Linked DNA regions of Hordeum vulgare: region 1 is linked to region 2. A link is a contact called in public Hi-C data. All regions are on one chromosome and are shown on one strand. Each heading gives the region's core, a stretch centred on a gene start, on an enhancer-like site or on the middle of the called end of the contact. The rest is flanking DNA. Distances are from core to core; before and after follow the strand shown.

What was found. A called contact is a pair of places that touch in the nucleus more often than the background predicts.
Region 1: a Hi-C map of leaf shows a contact between it and region 2, with 5 times the contacts expected there. The contact joins the promoter of LOC123443144 here to the enhancer-like site in region 2. A contact is called at or near these places in 4 of 6 Hi-C or Micro-C datasets (leaf and seedling) and 1 of 1 datasets of contacts at active chromatin or transcription factors (embryo).

What each region holds. Positions count from the first base shown.
Region 1 is chr3H:105,390,927-105,395,023 of MorexV3_pseudomolecules_assembly, reverse strand. It overlaps LOC123443144 (signaling peptide TAXIMIN 1), which reads left to right and starts at 2,648. Exons shown (of 2, transcript XM_045119425.1): 1 at 2,648-2,980; 2 at 3,086-3,722. The coding sequence starts at 2,847. The coding sequence ends at 3,209. LOC123443143 reads left to right here. Exons shown (of 8, transcript XM_045119422.1): 7 at 12-104; 8 at 1,749-2,065. The coding sequence ends at 74.
Region 2 is chr3H:105,162,232-105,165,906 of MorexV3_pseudomolecules_assembly, reverse strand. No RefSeq gene overlaps it. Among protein-coding and RNA genes, the nearest start is that of LOC123439623, 48 kb to the left of the region's middle. Within about 2 kb of position 1,541, at least 2 of the 3 cell types and tissues checked have open chromatin away from gene starts, as enhancers often do. A contact at or near this core is called in leaf and seedling, where this site is marked.

The sequences.
Region 1 (4,097 bases), core at 1,399-3,898, 230 kb before region 2:
GTACCTCACAGGTGCATGATAGGCTAGCATGTGTTGTTGAGATGGAGAAAGAGAATGCTAGTTTGAAGGGCTAAGTCTCACCTGATGAATACACGAGAGACTTGGTACGTACTACACAGATATTCTAGCACACTGATACTTTTTCCTTGGTTTATTTTGATGCCAAGCACCACCAAACTGCTTACATCCCTGACTAACCTTGGTTAGGTTGGTCACCTTGTCCTTTGTCTATATTCTACTTATTGGACCTTTTCAATTTGATATACACGATCACATCTATTATGTCGTATTCTCATTATGGGAAGGATAAGAAGTTTTTTTTTGTTATGCTAGTATGCATCAGCTGATTCAGCTATGTGTGCACTTCGAATGATTGTAGGAAAAAACACCCACTAAGGCCCTGTTTGATAACGAAGAATTTTCGTAGTATTTTTAGAATACTGCAGTTTTGGAGATTATCATAGTTTTATTTACAATGAGGTGTTTGGTTGCCTCTAAGAATTGTGATTTTAAAACTGCAGTATTAGAAAAACTGTGGTTTTCTCTGCATAAAAAAAAGAACCCCAGACCTCTTTTTAAAAAACAGAGAAGGCAAAAAGAAGGACTGCTAGCAACGGCTAGCTAGCTAGCTACGAATGCATGCACTATCAACGGCTAGCTGGTAAATTTTACAGTAATATGTGGCGTAATCAAACGGTTTCTCTATATTGTGAATACTGCAAAAAAATGTTGTTATATTAAAACCATGGTATTTTCTATCTACACTTAAAATTACTGTAGTTTTTAATACTTTAGTTTTTTTACTACTTTGTTATCAAACAGGGCCTAAGTGTTCAAGTTGTTGACAGTGGGGTCCTGCCTGCCAGTTGGCTTCACAAACAAGGGATCAGGGACGCGCAAAGTTTGCTTAGACCATCCTTAGCCTCAAAGTTTTTGATGGACTACAATCCATAATTAGGAATGCAAGTTGGGCAGGGCATACCCTGACCCATGCTAGTTATTTTGCTTCACAACTAACACAACGACTACGGAAAGCAATTAGCAGGACGTGAACCACCAATTGAATGAAATGGATGGATATTTTGATTGACCATTTGCATGCCTTTCCCGGAATAATGATCCTGAAAAATTTATAGCCTAATATATATGTATTGCACAAGAATGACATGTACATTCTCTTTTAGGCATGTGTATTGCACAAGACGCAACATGCAAACCTCATGTAGTGTTTTTTTTACTTATTTAGTATTGAGGCTTCACTAAAGATTCATTTGTTGGCTTCATTCTCAAATGGGATGTGTGTCTGGTGCCCTTTGTTCGGTTAACTAAAGTAGGAAAGCATTTGCGGTAGGAGACTCTTCTATTGTTTTTGGGGTAAAAATAGAAAGCATTAGCTCAATACCATTGCAGAGGTATAAATTGGTGAATACCATCTAATTTAAGGATGCTGTGTGGGGCCTGAGGCCACATGTTAGTGACAACCTTGGATGCTATTCTCTTTGTGATCTTTGTAATGATACCGAGCAATATTGCCCTCAAAAGTAAGCTTCTGGCATCAGGATGAACACAAATCCAGTTTGTTGTTTCCTTGTCACGTACACATCTGTTTCTCCATTCAATGGGCTGATGACATGACAGACGACACGCAATGTAACAAATTACGTAGACCTGTGCTGCTAAACACCAATTTCTGTCTTCAGCTCAAAAGATGATGATTCAGTTGTGTATTTACTTTGGTGAATGCTTAGGGTACCTGGAATTGTGTTTGCCAAGTTGCTGCCCCAAGGCAACAGATGTGGAAACGCCTCAAATTTGTGCGGTCCGTGCTCTGTACAGTACATAAAGACTCTTATCAGTTGGAGGCATAATTTGCTGCTGGGAGGCGAGGTGTTGTTGGCCTGAGCTGCAAGAGCTGAAGAACAATGGACAACATGGTAACCAGTTCATGTCATTTTCAGTTCAGTGGAAAGCCAAACGTCTCACATTCTGTGATGTATCAGCGGATGTGTGTTACAGTTGACCACGATGCTATTAAATCAATATATATGATATTGTTGATCCGATCCGATCCCTTGTCACCCTGAAAGTTCAAGCTTTACAGTTCTGAAATTCTGTCTCACTGAGCTTTCCTCCTCCATTTTGTAGTTATTCCGATTTTGTCAGCGAGCATTTGAACCTGTTGAGATGGGATGATCTGGCCAGCGGTGTGTACCGGCTGTAGAATCCAAATGGCGCGTGGGAGCCGGTGGCGCGACCGCAACCGCCACGGGCGATCGTTCGCCGCCCGCTTCCAACCCCACGCCGCCGTGTCATACCATGATTAGTCCAAGCCTCCAGAGTGAACCCACCCGGTGTCGCGCCGGCACGCGTCCCCGGTCGCCGGCGTCGTCACGCATCCCCCCAAAGCGGAACCGCCTCACCGGTCAAACGCCGACGTCGCACCAACACATCTGGTCACCGCACCGGGCCGTTGCAGCTGCCCACGGGTCCGGTCCTTCCGAGCAGCTTCTCTCGCCATCTCGACCGTCCGTTTGCCCTACGGACGGCCCGGGATCGCCCCTGCCGGATTTCCTCGCGGCCGCCTGCCTGCCCGCCCGCCCACTGCGGCGCATTATTGCCAGCCTTGCCGCACGCGGATGGACAAATCAAACTCGCCGCGCCGGAAAGCGACCGCAGAGCCGTCCCGTCTCCTCTCCTCCCTGGTGCTATATAGCTACTCCTGCTGTGTTTCCCACGCCTAACCACCCCGACGCGTGACAGCCGCCGGCGCCGATCTGACCAGCCTCCCTTCGCGTGCCTCGCACCAGTCGCACGCACCCCGGGAAGGGGAGGAGGATCGGAGGAAGATGTGCTGCTGTTGCGGCGGCGGCGACCGCGACCACGACCACGGCTGCCGGCCGCTCGGGTTCCTGCTCGGCCTGCCCTTCGCGCTCCTCGCCGTCCTCGTCTCCATCGTCGGCGCCATCATCTGGATCATCGGGTACGTTTCCTCCTCCTCCTCCTTCTCCTTCTGCGATTCGCCGCCACCAACCTGGCTGTTGGTCTGATGTCTGATGCGATCCGCTGGTGCTGTACTGTGACACAGGCTGCCCATCTCGTGCATCTGCCCCTGCTGCCTGTGCGTGACGCTGCTGCTGGAGGCGGCGGTGGAGCTCGTCAAGGCGCCGCTCCACGTCATGACGTGGTTCACCTCCAAGATACCCTGCTGATCCCTCGTCAAGGCGCCGCTCCCCGTCATGAGGGATCGCTCGCCCCGTCTCTCGCTCATGTCTTAGCCGGCGTTGCACATGTCCCGCGGATTCTTGTTTTTATTTTCTCTCTCGGAACATATGTTCGGGGATTGATCGGCGTATATTCCTACCTGGCTGATGATTCCTGCTCGTTCTCCCTTTGGCTCGATCGTCTGTGATCCGTTCCGGGATGTTTGAGGATTGTGACTTTACTTTTCGTGACTGTTAGCGGCTGCCGGGGCTCTGTTTCCGTCGGTTTCTTCGCATGGTACAGTATTTGTGTGCGATTGATGTGGTGGATGCGATGCCTACTGTCTGCTCTTGTGGATGTTGATCACTGGGATTCTGACTTAACTGGGCGTTTTGCGTGCCAGTTGCTCAAAGTTTCCACTGTACTTCCTTGAAAAAAAAACAGGTGGTTACACTGAGGAGGTGTTTGGTTACCGAGATTGTAAATGTAATTTGATTACAGCGGGACCAGTTGCCGTCAAATCGTGTTTGTTTCACCGCGGCTGTAATCAGGTCCCATCATTATACAAAATTGATTACGTTCCAAATGGGCTGTATCGGTCTGTTACCTGCTTCCCGCAGCCGCACAAAGCCGCTCAAAGGGTGCGAGAGAAAAAGAACATCGACAACCACAATTCGCCAGCAGTCGGCATGCTTCGCCGGCGTCCGCTGCTGCGCAAGATCCAAAGAGTCTGTCGCCGGCGTCCATTGTTCGCCAGCCGTCAGCAGCTAGCGGCACGCATGCTTTGGATCAGACGGCGTCCGTCGGAGCGCGAGATCCTGCTGGCTGCACCGCGCCGGAGCGCATGTTGAACTGAGCAGGCAGCAAGGCCGCAGCAGCTGGTGGCGCGGGAGGAC
Region 2 (3,675 bases), core at 292-2,791:
ACTCCATCATGTGTGGCAGCTCCTCCTCCCAGATGAAGTCATCTTCTCCCTCTTCGTGAAATGTGAGCCGAGCGAGAAACTCTTTCGCTGACTCTTTGCCATTCCTCCATTGTGATCCACAACCCTGAGCCATCGTCAAACAAATGCAATCTCGCCGCCAAACACCACTCTGGTAAACCCTCGTCTATGGCCAGGTAGGATCACCATGACTCCTCACGGCAGAAGCACACACGAGGATGTAAAGATTCTGGCGGCAATCGCCTGAAGATATCGAAACCCTAGGGTTTTCGCCTAAGGGAATATCCCGAGGGAGCTCCAATTTTGCATGCTCGGAAACCATCCAAATCCCAACCAGCGCTCCTAACACAGGCCCTTTTGGGTCGGCCCATGTATGGAGCGGGAAGCCCCCTATTTTTATAATGTCGTTTTTCTTGCTTTTGTTTTTTCTTTTCTGCGCATTTCTTGTTTCAACTAATTCAGGATTTCCAAAAAAATGTGAGATTTATTACAAAAGAATCGAAAAATGTTCACGAAGACCACTAAATATTCATGGATTCAAAATATGTCTCCATTTCATAAAAATGTTCATATATTAAAAAAATCTTTATGTTTTTTAAAATGTTCACACAAAAAAAAATTCAGGATATTTAAAAACATGTTCTCATATTCAGAGAAGTTCATCAATTTGAAAACAGATGTTTGAGAATTCAAAGAATAAACAAGGGAGATTCTTAAAATCTTCAGAAAAGCAAAACTAAAAAATGAAATTCAAAATTATTCATCACTTCAAAAATGTTCACTGACTAAACAAATGTTCATAGATTAAAAAAATTAGTTGTCAAAACAAAACAAAGTCAATGAATTTAAAAAAACAGTCCTACGTTTGAAAAAAATTCATGAGATCCAAAAAATGTTCGGAATTATGAAATTTGTTCGCACTTTGAAAATTGTGGTCTGTTGTAATTTTTTTGCAAATTTAAAAGAAAATCTAAGTTTAGAAAGGTAAAAACTTACCGACGGATTATAACGGCCGCGGCCGCCACCTTCTTTACATGACGGGCGTCTTTCGAACACGTTTGTGCAACATAGGATTTGTTTCAGAAGCATATACCATGTTACGGTGGTCTACAATAATACTATATTTTGCAACAAAATATCTATAACAAATACAATTCGGTAAAAGACCTGAGTTACAAAAAAATCGCATCAAAACCTCAATTGCAAGTTTTGTTTTCGCAACAAAGCAGTTGCTGCAAAAAACTTCTACAACAAAACCTATATTACAGAAATAATTTTGCAACAAGACCTATGTTGCATTAATAGAGGCCAAAGGAACATAGAATTTCTAAAAGGGAAAGAAAATAAAGACAAATGGATAATCAGAAAAAAGGTACAAAACATTGTTTTTAGTAAAATGATCTGAAAAGGTTTTAGAATCTTCACTAAACCGGAAAGGTATAGGTGGGCCAGCCCAAGCTTACGGAAAAAGGATCCTGGGTATGCGCTCCTATTTGTGACCTCCTATCCGCCGCTTGTTGCGGGAACTGCCGAGCGGACGCACAGGGGTCGCCCCGACTAGGCCGACCCAAGTTAGCCACCAGTAGCGAATGTAGAGACCATAAAAAAAAGTTAGCGACCAGCAGTTGAAAAATCTGAAACATTTCAGTAAAATTATCAGAATATTTGTTCTAAATTTTAGCACATTTTTTCAAAATTTGGAACATTTTTTTAAATGACGGAATATTTTTTCAAATACAAAACATTTTTTCGAATTCTGGAACATATTTTAAAATTCCTGAAAAACAAATCTGGAACATTATTTCAAATTCCGAAACATTTTTCAAATTTTAAGACATTTTTCAAATTCTGGAACATTTTTTTAAATTCTGGAACATTGTTCAAATTTTCGAACCTTTTTTCAAATTTCAAAACATTTCTTTTGAAAAATTGTAAACATTTTAATAAAAATAACAAAAGGTTTTTTAAAATTTCAGAACATTTTTTAAGTTTCGGAACATTTTTTCGAATCCGAAACATTTTTTCAAATTATAAAACATTTTTTTAAATACCTGATATTTTTTTAAAATTCTGAATCATTTTTCGAATTTTGGAACAATTTTCAAATTACGATACATTTTTTGAAATTCTGAAACATTCTTTCAAATTTCAGAACATTTGTTAAAAATCCAGAACATTTTTAAAACAAAAACAGAGAAAAAAGAAAAAAAAGAAAAAAGAAAACAAAAAAAAACCGGTTCAGGGAATCTTCGAGGAAGTTCCTGGGCCGGTCCATTACCAAACGCAGCTTGGGAGCTTGCGAACCCTCGACATTAAGGACAGTAAAACTGCACCTATTCCGTGCCCTCTCAGGCCATTAAATGTCTGAACCGTTCGTTTTCAAGATTCCACTGTTTTTGGCCGTTGGATGCACCTGAATCTCTCTTTGCTCTGAACGTGACCACGACCTGGGCTTGCTGCCCGAAGGGCAGCTATTCCCGTAGCTTTTTCGGACCATTGTGGTTAATTAGGCCACGCAGCCCATCTAGTGAAGCCGTCGAGACAAAATAGCGCTGGAAAAAATCTGCTGCGAACAATGGGGTCGTGCTCCTTTCTCCTTAACCCTAACCATCCCAGGCAGCGGCGGGGAAGTTCCCGTGGACGAAAGAGACGGGAGCGTACATGACAGAAAGGTCGAGCGAAGCACTCCAACGCACGACGTTGACCTCGACGAGCATGTCGATTCGTCGTGTGATGTCGTTCGCTAGGGTGCGGATCGATGGGATGTCCTTGCAGGCAAAGCCAATGGACGATGATAGGGGAATCCAATCGTCGCTTGTAGATTCGACTCCAGTCGCCGTCGGTTTAGGGATAACTCCTGACTCCGGCAGTTATAGTTGGCCCTTTAGTCCTTCGTCTTCTACATTCTTCGAGTGTTCCCTCCTTTGAAAAAACCCACATTTTCCAATCTTTGTCATTTTTTAATCTTATTCATGTTTTTATTTGTACTCCCAATTCCTAAATTGATGCAGGTGTCTACGGATTCAATTTCGGTTCCGCTAGGTTCTCTTCTCCCTTGTAACAAATTATGTGAATCTCTTATATCGCTAACAGACATGTTAATATCCTTGTGTAGTTGTGTTATTCTGGCTCCATGAACCGCTTCATATATCTCCATGTAGATGCTTTCTGGAAACTTTGCAAGATTAACAGTGAAGAGAGGTCAAATTTTTGTGTTGGTGACTATACTATCCAAGAGAAATAGAAAGGGCATACCAAGATCGATATTAGCATAGTACTATTTGTATTCTTTTAGTCTATTTCTTTATCTAATTTTTGTGTCTGATTTTATGATTTTATATGTCTTATTCTCATATAGTATGATGCTTTGTAAATAAATACGAGTGCTGTACTAATATCTAGATTAGCATAGGACTATTCACATTGTTATAGGTGTATTTCCCCATCTACTGTTTTGTGACTTTTTTATGCCATGATATAATACGATGGTTTGTAAATAAACATGCACGCTATTTTATTTACTCCAATGTATGAGTCAAAATCTAGGTGCAGATCTCATTTACTTGATATGATCTTCAGATGGAATTTCCATGTGAGAAATTTGTTTCGACAGTTGCAACGAAGCATGATAGACAATGGTGTGGAATCGCAATGTAA